Regions from separate parts of the Zea mays genome. Here all the other regions are linked to region 1. Evidence: chromatin contacts called from public Hi-C data. All regions are on one chromosome and are shown on one strand. Each heading gives the region's core, a stretch centred on a gene start, on an enhancer-like site or on the middle of the called end of the contact. The rest is flanking DNA. Distances are from core to core; before and after follow the strand shown. Region 1 holds the start of LOC100273183. Region 2 holds the start of LOC100192940. Region 3 has its middle 59 kb from the start of LOC100216952.

What was found. Hi-C and Micro-C count contacts between places; a contact is called where the count stands out from the background.
Region 2: a contact with region 1 is called in a Hi-C map of tassel, with 2.9 times the contacts expected there. The contact joins the promoter of LOC100192940 here to the promoter of LOC100273183 in region 1. A contact is called at or near these places in 3 of 25 Hi-C or Micro-C datasets (ear, leaf and tassel).
Region 3: a contact with region 1 is called in a Hi-C map of tassel, with 2.5 times the contacts expected there. The contact joins the enhancer-like site here to the promoter of LOC100273183 in region 1. A contact is called at or near these places in 5 of 25 Hi-C or Micro-C datasets (bundle sheath, ear, endosperm and 2 more).

Annotation. Positions count from the first base shown.
Region 1 is chr3:65,435,788-65,439,052 of Zm-B73-REFERENCE-NAM-5.0, reverse strand. It overlaps LOC100273183, which reads right to left and starts at 1,587. Exons shown (of 3, transcript NM_001147628.1): 1 at 1,541-1,587; 2 at 1,340-1,438. The coding sequence starts at 1,564.
Region 2 is chr3:65,638,911-65,642,175 of Zm-B73-REFERENCE-NAM-5.0, reverse strand. It overlaps LOC100192940, which reads left to right and starts at 1,776. Exons shown (of 2, transcript NM_001138121.1): 1 at 1,776-1,870; 2 at 2,026-3,265. The coding sequence starts at 1,850. The coding sequence ends at 3,204.
Region 3 is chr3:65,295,914-65,299,178 of Zm-B73-REFERENCE-NAM-5.0, reverse strand. No RefSeq gene overlaps it. Among protein-coding and RNA genes, the nearest start is that of LOC100216952, 59 kb to the right of the region's middle. Within about 2 kb of position 1,653, at least 16 of the 20 cell types and tissues checked have an H3K27ac peak or open chromatin away from gene starts, as enhancers often do. A contact at or near this core is called in bundle sheath, ear, endosperm and 2 more, where this site is marked.

The sequences.
Region 1 (3,265 bases), core at 338-2,837:
AAAAGAGAGAGAGAGAGAGACCGCGTTCGAGTTGTTTCCAGGGCAGAGTGTGAAATTTAGCATAAGTTTCCTTTGCGAAAACAATTCTCTTGGTTATTTTATTATCCTAAAAAAGTGTAATAAGTCATGTCTTGGTGGTGCGCAATTCTGGTCAGCGGAAACACACTGAAAAAGTAGAGGGCAGAAATGAAAAAATAATCAGGCTAGGAGAATCAAAGTGGATAAAGTATCTTTCTCCCGGCACACCATTGGCTCGGTGGTTAGCACTACTGTTGTTAGGAACAGCTCACCTAACAACCAAGTTGCAGTCCAATTTCATAGAGAGAAATATCAACGAGGACGAGTCTCGTACCGCATTAGCAACAGACCAAAACCCAGCTCACAATTTGCCTGTCCCCAAATCAAACAAAACGTACTGTAACTACAGACTGCGAAGAACATTTTGTATTCCCTATTTCAGTGTCTAAAAAATACTGCTATGTCATGAAAACAAAGCAATATTAGTATTACCATGAAAAGTAATAGAGCACGCATATGGTTTCATTTATCTCAGTTGCAAACAGTTCCTCCATTGTCAAGTCCACTGCAAACATTTTGGCCGTAAGGGGTAGAGGAAATTTCGCTGGATAGATCCTCAAAAGGCATGCTTGTCTCAAGAGTGGCAGCTCTCCGTGATGGTACTGTCGACCTGTTGCGTAAGGAATTCAAAAACTGGAAGACCTTGGGCGCACAGGTTAGATTTGGTGGAATGTGGTTCGGATCGATCGTCCTTAGCTAGCTGTCTCTGATTAGAACGCACTGCTAAGAGCACACTAATTTGACTTGGTCTCTGGTGTCTTCATTTCATCGTACTGTTTTATACTAGACTGAATTTCAATTCAACATTCACTACAAAAGATGAGTAGACCGTCGTGCATCCTGCTTTTAGCCAAACAAAATCGCATCCATACTTACACCAAGTTGTTGAGACTAACAGATATCGTTCCTATTGGCTATTGATTAGAACGTGTTCATAAAAAGGAGCAGATGGTAAGCACATACGAGAGGGGTCGTATACATCCCTACTAAGCGGGCAGGATTGCGATTGACAGCACATAAATTTCAGTAATATAAGAAGGTTATAAGTAGATGATGACATATATATATCCTATCCTACATAGCACAGACAGAAACAACTAGTATTTGCAGGACTATCGGAGTCGCGTGTGTATGTAGATAGGTTGATCAAGGTCAGCAGCCAATCCAGCCACCAGGAATCCCCAATCTACTGGTGCCTTATCCGGACGAACAGTATATGGAGCCTCGAAAACAAGAGGAGGGAGGGCGATCATGAGCTTACCCTGGGCCCGGTGGGGCCGCTGCGCCACATGGGCGTGGTGGTGGCGCGGCATTCGACGCAGCTCCTGGCGCCTTTCTCCGGCACCACGATCCCGTCGATCTGCAGCGACGGGTCGCAGAAGCAAAGGAGAGAGGTCGATCAGTCCGAGATCACAGAGCTTGGCGGCAAAGCAGAGAGAACGGGGACGAGAGCCGGATGTACCTTACTGCGATCGGCGGAGCCCATCGGCGTCGGCGCCAGCGCCGGCGGCAACAGACGGCAGCCCCGATCCGTGGCCGGGTTGGCGATAGGATTGCTTGGAGAATTCTGGTTTTTCTCTGCCGGCGTGCGTGGTCTGGTCTGTTCTCTTAGATAGAAGCGTGTAGTAGAGAGCACAGAGTAGTTGCGGGGAAGGGAAGGGGGATGTGTATTTGTGTGTGGGGGATAGAAATGGATGGATTCTGAGCGTGGGTCAGAACTCGGAATGGGGAGGGAGGGCTGTGCCGTGACGTCCCAACACGTATGCGAGTGGAAGATAAGCCGAGGAGATGACGTGGCCTTTGCGGCCGGCCGCCCAAGGAAAGATTTTGCTTCTAGCCATATCTTGTTCTTTTTTGTACGCGACGAGACTAGAGATATCAATAGAACCCGATATCCGCTAACCCGTGGGAATTCTCCTATTAGAATACGGGTATAGTACAAAAATTGTTCTCATAGATATAAATATGGTACAAAATCTTCACCCATTAAATAAACAGGTATAGGTTTGGGAAGCAATAATCCGAACCTGATTAACTATAGGTATTTCGTACATGTACACCTGTCATGTTTGCATGAATGAGTTGAGGTCGAGCGGCCACCAAACCCAGCACGACAGCGCACCAGGCACATGTCCTAACCAATAAGGCAACACGGCAAGTCAACTAGCAGACTAGCAAAAAAACAAAACTCTAAAATAACTAGCCATACGCTATGCCCTCTAGCCGCCCAACCGTCGCACGCCTGGACAATTGCGCTAGCACTGCACACTGGCGACTTCCCCAGCGACGAGGAGCATCGCGACTGCTAGGACGACGGTGACGACCATGAATTCTCAGGCGCCAACGAACTTAGATAGTGACCAAGGAAGGTGAGCAGACTCCATTCTTCTACCGGTCCCGAAGTACTCATTTCTTTTCTGATAGATGGATGAATGGATCATGGTTCATGGATGAGTGCTCGCCAATATGGCGATGTCTAAAATCTGGATAGTTTGTGCTAGCTGTTAGTACCTAGTTATCCCTTAATTGGGGATGGGGACCCATTAGGGATCCGAAACCCGAATGGGGACGGGTATGAGATGAGTTTTGCACTCATGATGGGTATGGGGATAGGTATGGGGAAGGAAAGCATGATGTAGATAGGTCTGAGATACTATAACCTGGTGGAGAATTTACCATTAACTCTCTAGACGAGACGGGACCTCAAAACTATTCCCCATTTTAAATTAGGAGACGTTTTATTTTTTAAATATATTTTCTTTTACAAGATGTAATATTAGTAACTTGGTCAAGTTCAGTTTAGTTTGTGAAAAAGTCTCTAATCTAGTGACTGTAAGAGCGTCGGTAGCACAAACATCTCACTTCGTGGGATCAAATATTTTAATGTTCAATGGCTTTGCCATTTTAATTCTATCCAACGTTTCCATTGACAGTGGGATGACTATTACAACTCCATCAATCTTGTCTCGAGAATTATTCGTCCTAGTTTTTTAAAGGTGTTCATAGAGATTTACGTTGTCCCTAAAGGTGAGTGTTGTGTGTATTGTGAGTGTCTATGTTGTTCTTTACAATTTTAGAAGTTAGTTTATTTTCAAAATATTCTATAGAAAAAATAAAACCTCCAACTCTAAGTGATTCCCCCTCCATTCAACTTTCGGAAATAAAATTACGCAACCTTTTAGAGCTG
Region 2 (3,265 bases), core at 527-3,026, 200 kb before region 1:
AAACAAGTAGTTATCATCAATGCGATGCAAAGACATGATCTATCATGATATGAGGCTAAGGGACTGGCAAAATGGTTAAGGGAAATTATACCTAGAATGACAATGGTTGACAACTGCATTAACCATTCAAATAGTTCACTCCTATTACAACCGATCAAGTGGCTACCAAACACGTTGACACAAAGTTATACGTTGTAAAGGAGGAAGTCTGGAATCATATTAAAAGTATTGATTATATAAGTATCAAGTAAGTTCTTGTGGATCCGCTTATTAAAGGCCTACCACCCATTGCGTCCAGAGAACACACAGCCAACAGTGTTTATGGTATAGCCTATGTTTTGTAGACTATAAAGGGCCCAAAGTTAAAGAATCTATTTCAGAATGGAGACGTGTATTATAGCTGTTAAGTCTATCGACAATTGATCATGATGACAAAGCATGCTCTATACACCAATCTGTAGTGGAATACATAAAGAATTTAAAAGGTATAAAGTTGAAAGTATAAGATGAGATCAAGGGGTCGGGGAATGTTAGAATTGATCTCCACCAGTTGGCCCAACGTCCAACTGGGCCCTGACCTCGCGCTTTGATTGGGGGCGTCCAACCGTATAAATAGAGATGTGGGAGACCAACGAGAAGCATGAGGTTTGCAGTAGCTACCGTCTCAGTTCCCCACCTCAAACCCTGGCTATCTATAGGGTGGGTTGTTAGCAACGGGAAGTCCACCGCCAATGTCGAACTCGCTTCCCCAACCGTCGCTGCCCTAGCATAGATCTTCGCTGATGAATGTGGAAGCGAGTTTGACATTGGTGGTGGACTACCTGTTGCTAGCAACCCACCCTGTAGATCGGTCTAGGGTTTGAGGTGAAGAACATAGACAGTAGCTACTATGAACCTCGTGCTTCTCGTCGGCCTCTCACCTCTCTATTTATAGGGCTGCGCAACAGGGATCCACTAGCTTCTTCTTGGATTCACTACTGGAATTCGACTCTTTGCCGAGTGTTAAATGTTTTACCGAGTGTTTTCTTTTGGGCACTCGACAAAGAAGCTCTTTGCCAAGTGACAGGCAAAAAATCCTTGGTAAAATAAAACACTCGGCAAAGAAAAAATACTCTTTGTCGAGTGTTTTATTTTTGACACTCAACAAAGAGTTTCTTTGCCTAGTGTTTTTTAACACTCGGCAACACTCGGCAAATAGTGTTTTTTCTTTGCCGAATTTTTTTTTATATACGACAAAGTTTTTGCAGAATGTCTAAAAAGTACTCGATAAAGAATCCTTTAACGATAAAATATTTGTCAAGTGTAACAATTGGCAAAGTTTTTGCCGAGTGCAAAATGGCCTCCCGGTCATAGCATGAGGTAGAACTCAGTTGGACGTTGGGCCAACTGGTGAAGATTAATTCTAAGGCTATCTCCAGCAGTATAATCATCCCAATATACATATTCAAATTCTACTATACGAACAGTATAATCTATATTGTAAAACAGTGTTTTTTTGTTAAACTTTGGGTAGACTACCCAGATGGCCTAAGAGACCAATCATACTCGGTTTCCCAATTATTGCTTCCACGACCGTGGACGTTGACTTCACTAAAAACAAGTCTTTGCTGCCGCTTTTTCTGTGTGATCCGTGTTATTTGCTTACGCGTTAAGTGTAAATTAAATTCGTCGACCACCGTATGCTGAAGCGGCGAAGCTGCTTACAAGTTTCTGCAAGGCTATAGTTTAAACAGCCAACATTCGAGCAGAAGAGACGCAGCTCCATTCCAGGCCCCGCAGCTTCTCCGTTCTCTGTCTGCGTGTGGTCGTCAGTTGCGGAGGTACCACGACCTCGCCAAGTTAAGCTTTGATGGCTGCCAGAGATCCCATGGTATGCACCGTAGTTCGTAAAATCTTAAATTTGCTTGACTTGATGTTTCATTCCAACTTCCATTCAGTTTACTCTGCAATCTTCTTCTAACGATTTGAACACAAATCCAACTTGATCCATTCCTATATAGTAGTAATATTTTCCATGCTCTGTAGGATGCATGGATGAACCGTTACCGTGCTTTCGCGGAAGGAGTGGTGGTGATGGTCTGCCCGGTGCTTCTTGCGATAGCGCTGAAGAAGGTTGACCTGAAGAGCGAAGAGCATGGTGGTGCCGTCCCGACCACCATGCTCGTGGTAGCAGCGGTTACTCTAGTCGCCGGTATTTGCCCCTACCTCGTCTGCTGTCTCTCCAAGAGATTCTTCAATAATAATGGGAGCTCCTCAGGTTCCCCACACGCTGCTACCATGTTGCTGGCACCCTTATCCAGCACATGTTTAGTGGCACTTGCCTGTTGGATCGTACATCTCATCCTAGACAGCTGGGCGTTCCCTGCGGTCGGCGCCCTCGTCGGACTCTGCTCCGCGATTCGTACCGTCATGCACTTCACAACCCGTGCGGGACAAGGAGATGCTGAAATGGAGTACTGCGATAGACTGGAGAGCTCGCTTGATTTCTTGGTTGGTATAACTGCGCTTCTGTTTCTGGGACTGGAAGGCCTCGCTCTGGAGGGTCAGATTAACAGCTCCAGCGGTCGTCTTACCACGCCGATCGGCACAAGCTTCGTTGTCTGTGTTTTTGCTGCGAGCTTAATGCTCGTGGAGACGATGCCTCCACGCAGACTCGTGAGGTATCTGACAGAGACCATTGATATCCTCACGGGTTTTGCCGTCTCCCTGGCTATGTTCTTCATCATGTATCCACTCATGGGACTACGAGCATTGCTTCTGCTAGCAGCTCCGTTCCTGATCCTCATGGCGTATGTCTTCTACGTCGCTATCGGCAAGGATGATGGCAACAACAACCACCAGGTTGCTAGCGCGAACGGCGATGAAGAATCGTCAGGTGTTAGCAGCAGCCGCAGGAGTGGTGCGGCGGCGGACGGTGATAATAAACCAGCGTCGCTTGAACTGACAAAAGTAACATTCGCAGGGTTCCTGGCGGTGTCGATACCAAGCATCAGCAAAGGTTCAGTCACCATTTATTCCGAATGTTTCTTGCACCTTGCAGCAGCAGCTGTTGTCTCAGGCCTCGTGTGGAGGCTCCTAACGCATTACAAAAAGTCACAGACCACCGTCGCAACTGTTGCAGATATTGCTTCCTTCTGCACCCATCTCTGTGTTGCAGTTGCGGTAATTCCGTTTACGATAATGGCCGGGAATGCACTCTCATGATTTTGTAGTACTAGTCTGTCGAGTCCTGCTCTCATTTTGACTAATAAACATTTTTTATGTT
Region 3 (3,265 bases), core at 404-2,903, 140 kb after region 1:
TCGACAACGTCCTCACCAAGTGCATATCAATGCTCCTGTTAAGGGGGTTAGCTGCTAACCCCAATGAAGACAATGTGATCAACATCAACCAACAAGATTGAAGTGGCGCAGCTAAACCGTGTGTGGGTCCTAACCCACAAGTCCAAGGGATCCTCAAGAATAATATCAATTAGTCTCGAGTATCTAAAGGTCAAAACAACCAGTTCGCAAGTTAAAGTTGCTAGAGTCAAAGTTGAGCCGAAGAAGTTTTAAACAATCTATGAACCAACCTTGTTTCCTTGCTAGCTTCTTCTTGAATCTCGGGGGCGAGATTCTTGTTAAGGGGGTTAGATTTGTAACACCCTGAATTTGGGGGTATAAAATTTCTTTTCTAATATCCACCAAATTCAGGTGTTACCCTCTCTTTTCCATGCTTTTCTTTTCTTTTGCCTAAAGAGTGAGGAATTATTTTGTTTTATATCTATGTGTAAGCCTAGTAAAATTAAAACACTAGAGGTGGTTTGGTTGTTCCATCATGCCGAAGCATATTGTATTTTGTTTGATGAGTGATCTTGTGGAGCATGCATTTATTAAGGAATTCGATTTGAATTGGTAGAGAGAATAGAAAAGAAGAACAAAAGATAAAGAAATAGGAAAGAAAAGGGAAAAACCCACCCTAGCTCCTCCCCATAGCCGGCCTGCGCGTGCGGCCCACCTGGCCTTCCCCCCAGCACTCTTGCGTCGTGGCCCAGCGCCACACGCCCAGGCTGCCAGGTCGGCTCGGCCCAGCGTGCCCCAGTCCATGCCCCCCACGTTGCTCCGCCCCAGCGGGCAGCGGCCGCCCGAGCCCTGTTCATCTTCCCAAACCATATCTTTCTCGTCTTGTCGTGCCCATGTTTCTCGCCTACGAGTACGCCAGTTCCCTTCACTCTATTCCTGCGCATGAAGGAGTTACCCAGATCAGAAGTTCCCCAGGCGCTGCAGCAACAGGAGAGGAGGAGCACGGTTCCTCGTGCGCAGGTGACGAATTTTCTCCATTCCCCCTTTCATTCTCGGGCGTTCCTCGTGCGCTGCCATGCTCGGCCCTTGGCCGAGCTGTCTCCCCCGGTCCGAAATTTCTCTAGGCAAAGCGCGATGCTCGCAGCCCCTTGTGGCTGAATCCCTGTGCACAGTCGGTGAACACAGCCCGCCCCTTCCCTAACACGCAGCCATGGCGACAAGCAAATCCATGGCGCGACGAGCTTCGCCCACGCCCATGGCCACTATCTGCGCCATGCAATCCCCCATTCTATGCGTGCCCTCCCTGACTGCTGCACCGCGCTCCGCAGCAGGCCGCCAGCGAGCTGCTGTTGTGCGCCTTGGCGCCAGCCTCTGTGAGACGCTCGCCCGCCCTGCTCAGGAAGATCGTCCCGGGCCGTGCTCGCCCCTTGCGCGTCGCTCTGTCACCATTCCGGCCAGCTAGCCCCTGCGCCGCGCCGCCCTTCCTTGCTCATTCCTACTCCCTTCCAGTGAGACGCCGCGGCAGCCGACGAACGACCTTCTTCTCTATGCGCGTACAGGTTGTAGAAGAAAGAAAAACTGACCACGTTCAAATGGCGAGCGAATAGACTGGAAAAGAGAAATGCCATGGGCCCCACGATCCCATTACTGTACGTGCGCTATGCTTTAGAAAAAACCATCTCGTCATGTGTCAAGGTCCATAGGCCTAGTTGTGAACGATTTTCAGCAGCCATGCTCTTTGTGGTCCGTTGCGTGGCTTTGTTTCGGGCCAATGAAAATGTGCCACATCATCGTAATTCCACAAGTATTATATAGTCGATATATTTTGGGTCGCAGACCCGTTTCTACACGTTTCAGTCGCGTTAGCTTTATAATAATGTCGATTATGTGTTAGTAGCATTATTTTGCCATGACACGTGTTATAATTAATTAATTAATTGTTTATTTAATTGATAGTCACTAAAATGGCTTTCTAATTAAAACTAATTTATAGTTTTTACTTGCGCTTTATAAATACATGTTATTGTAATTAATGCTAACTCAAATATTCTTAATTAGTACTCGCTTAGTTTGTGCGCGATATTTGTTAGCGATCCTCGCATGATGTGCTTGTTGTCGTGCTGTTCGCGCACGGCGTTCGCGCGCTATCGCGTGTGTTGTTTTGTGTGTCGGCCGCACGCTGTTTCACGCGCGTCGTCGTGTGTCGTTCGCGAGTGTCGCGCCTGCTGTTCGCACGCGTTGTCGCGCTCCGTTCGCGTGTGTCGCATGGCGTCTGCGCGTGATAATAAATTTTTTTCGCTTATAAACACTCATGTTAATAACGTTAATTCGTCAGGCCACACATTTTAGATAATTAATTTAAGGTTTGCTCGACTAATATTTATTAGATTAATATTCCAATTAGATTAAATGTATAGTGTTCAACTTGCGCTTTTATAATAAACATTAATATGACTAATATTAACTTAACTACTTTTTATTTATTTAATATTAGTTTAGTACAAATGTGTCACCTATTTAGTTTCTCGCCTCTTGCGCATGCTGTTCCGCACGTGGTAACGTGCTGGTTCGCGCGTCGTTCGCTCCAGTCGCGCGCACTGTTTTCGTGTGTTGTCAGCGTGCTATGTCGCGCGTGTCCGCGTGTCGTTCGCACGCTGTCATGCTGTTTCGCGCATCGTAAACTTGCCTCGCTTAGAATCTCTCTTGCTAATTATATTAGTTATTCATTTGACAACTGTTAGTGTAGCAGATTTAATTAAAACTACGTAGCAGTTATAATTTATATTTTATAATGTCGAATTAAATGTCCTTGTATAGCGTAAACGTTATAATTTCTTGACTGTAGCTTCGACCGTCGCTTTTCTTATCCCGACATAACCGTAGAAGCGCTCTCTATTTTTATATGTTGCTCATTTTGATAATATTTTATCTTGTATGGTGTAATGTTCTTATGCATATATATGTTCGTTTGCTTGTTCTTGTTTGTCTTCGCTGGGTGTCGCGAATAGATTGCGATGTATTCCTGAGCTTCAAGGAGTCGGCGATCAAGTTTTGGCGACCAAGTGATCAGGCTCTTCGAGTTTTACGAGGCTGAAGATCCTGAGCATCTGTTTAGTGAAGGCAAGTGTCCCTTGACCCTTCTATGTCCTATTCACTTTATAATTCACTCCCCATATTTACACAATTTATACCTAAGAATTGACTAGCTTTGTTTATCATGTCCTTGTTTACCTATTTGGGTTGGGTTATTTTGGTTTAGCTTTATGCTAGTGCTTCACATTAATCA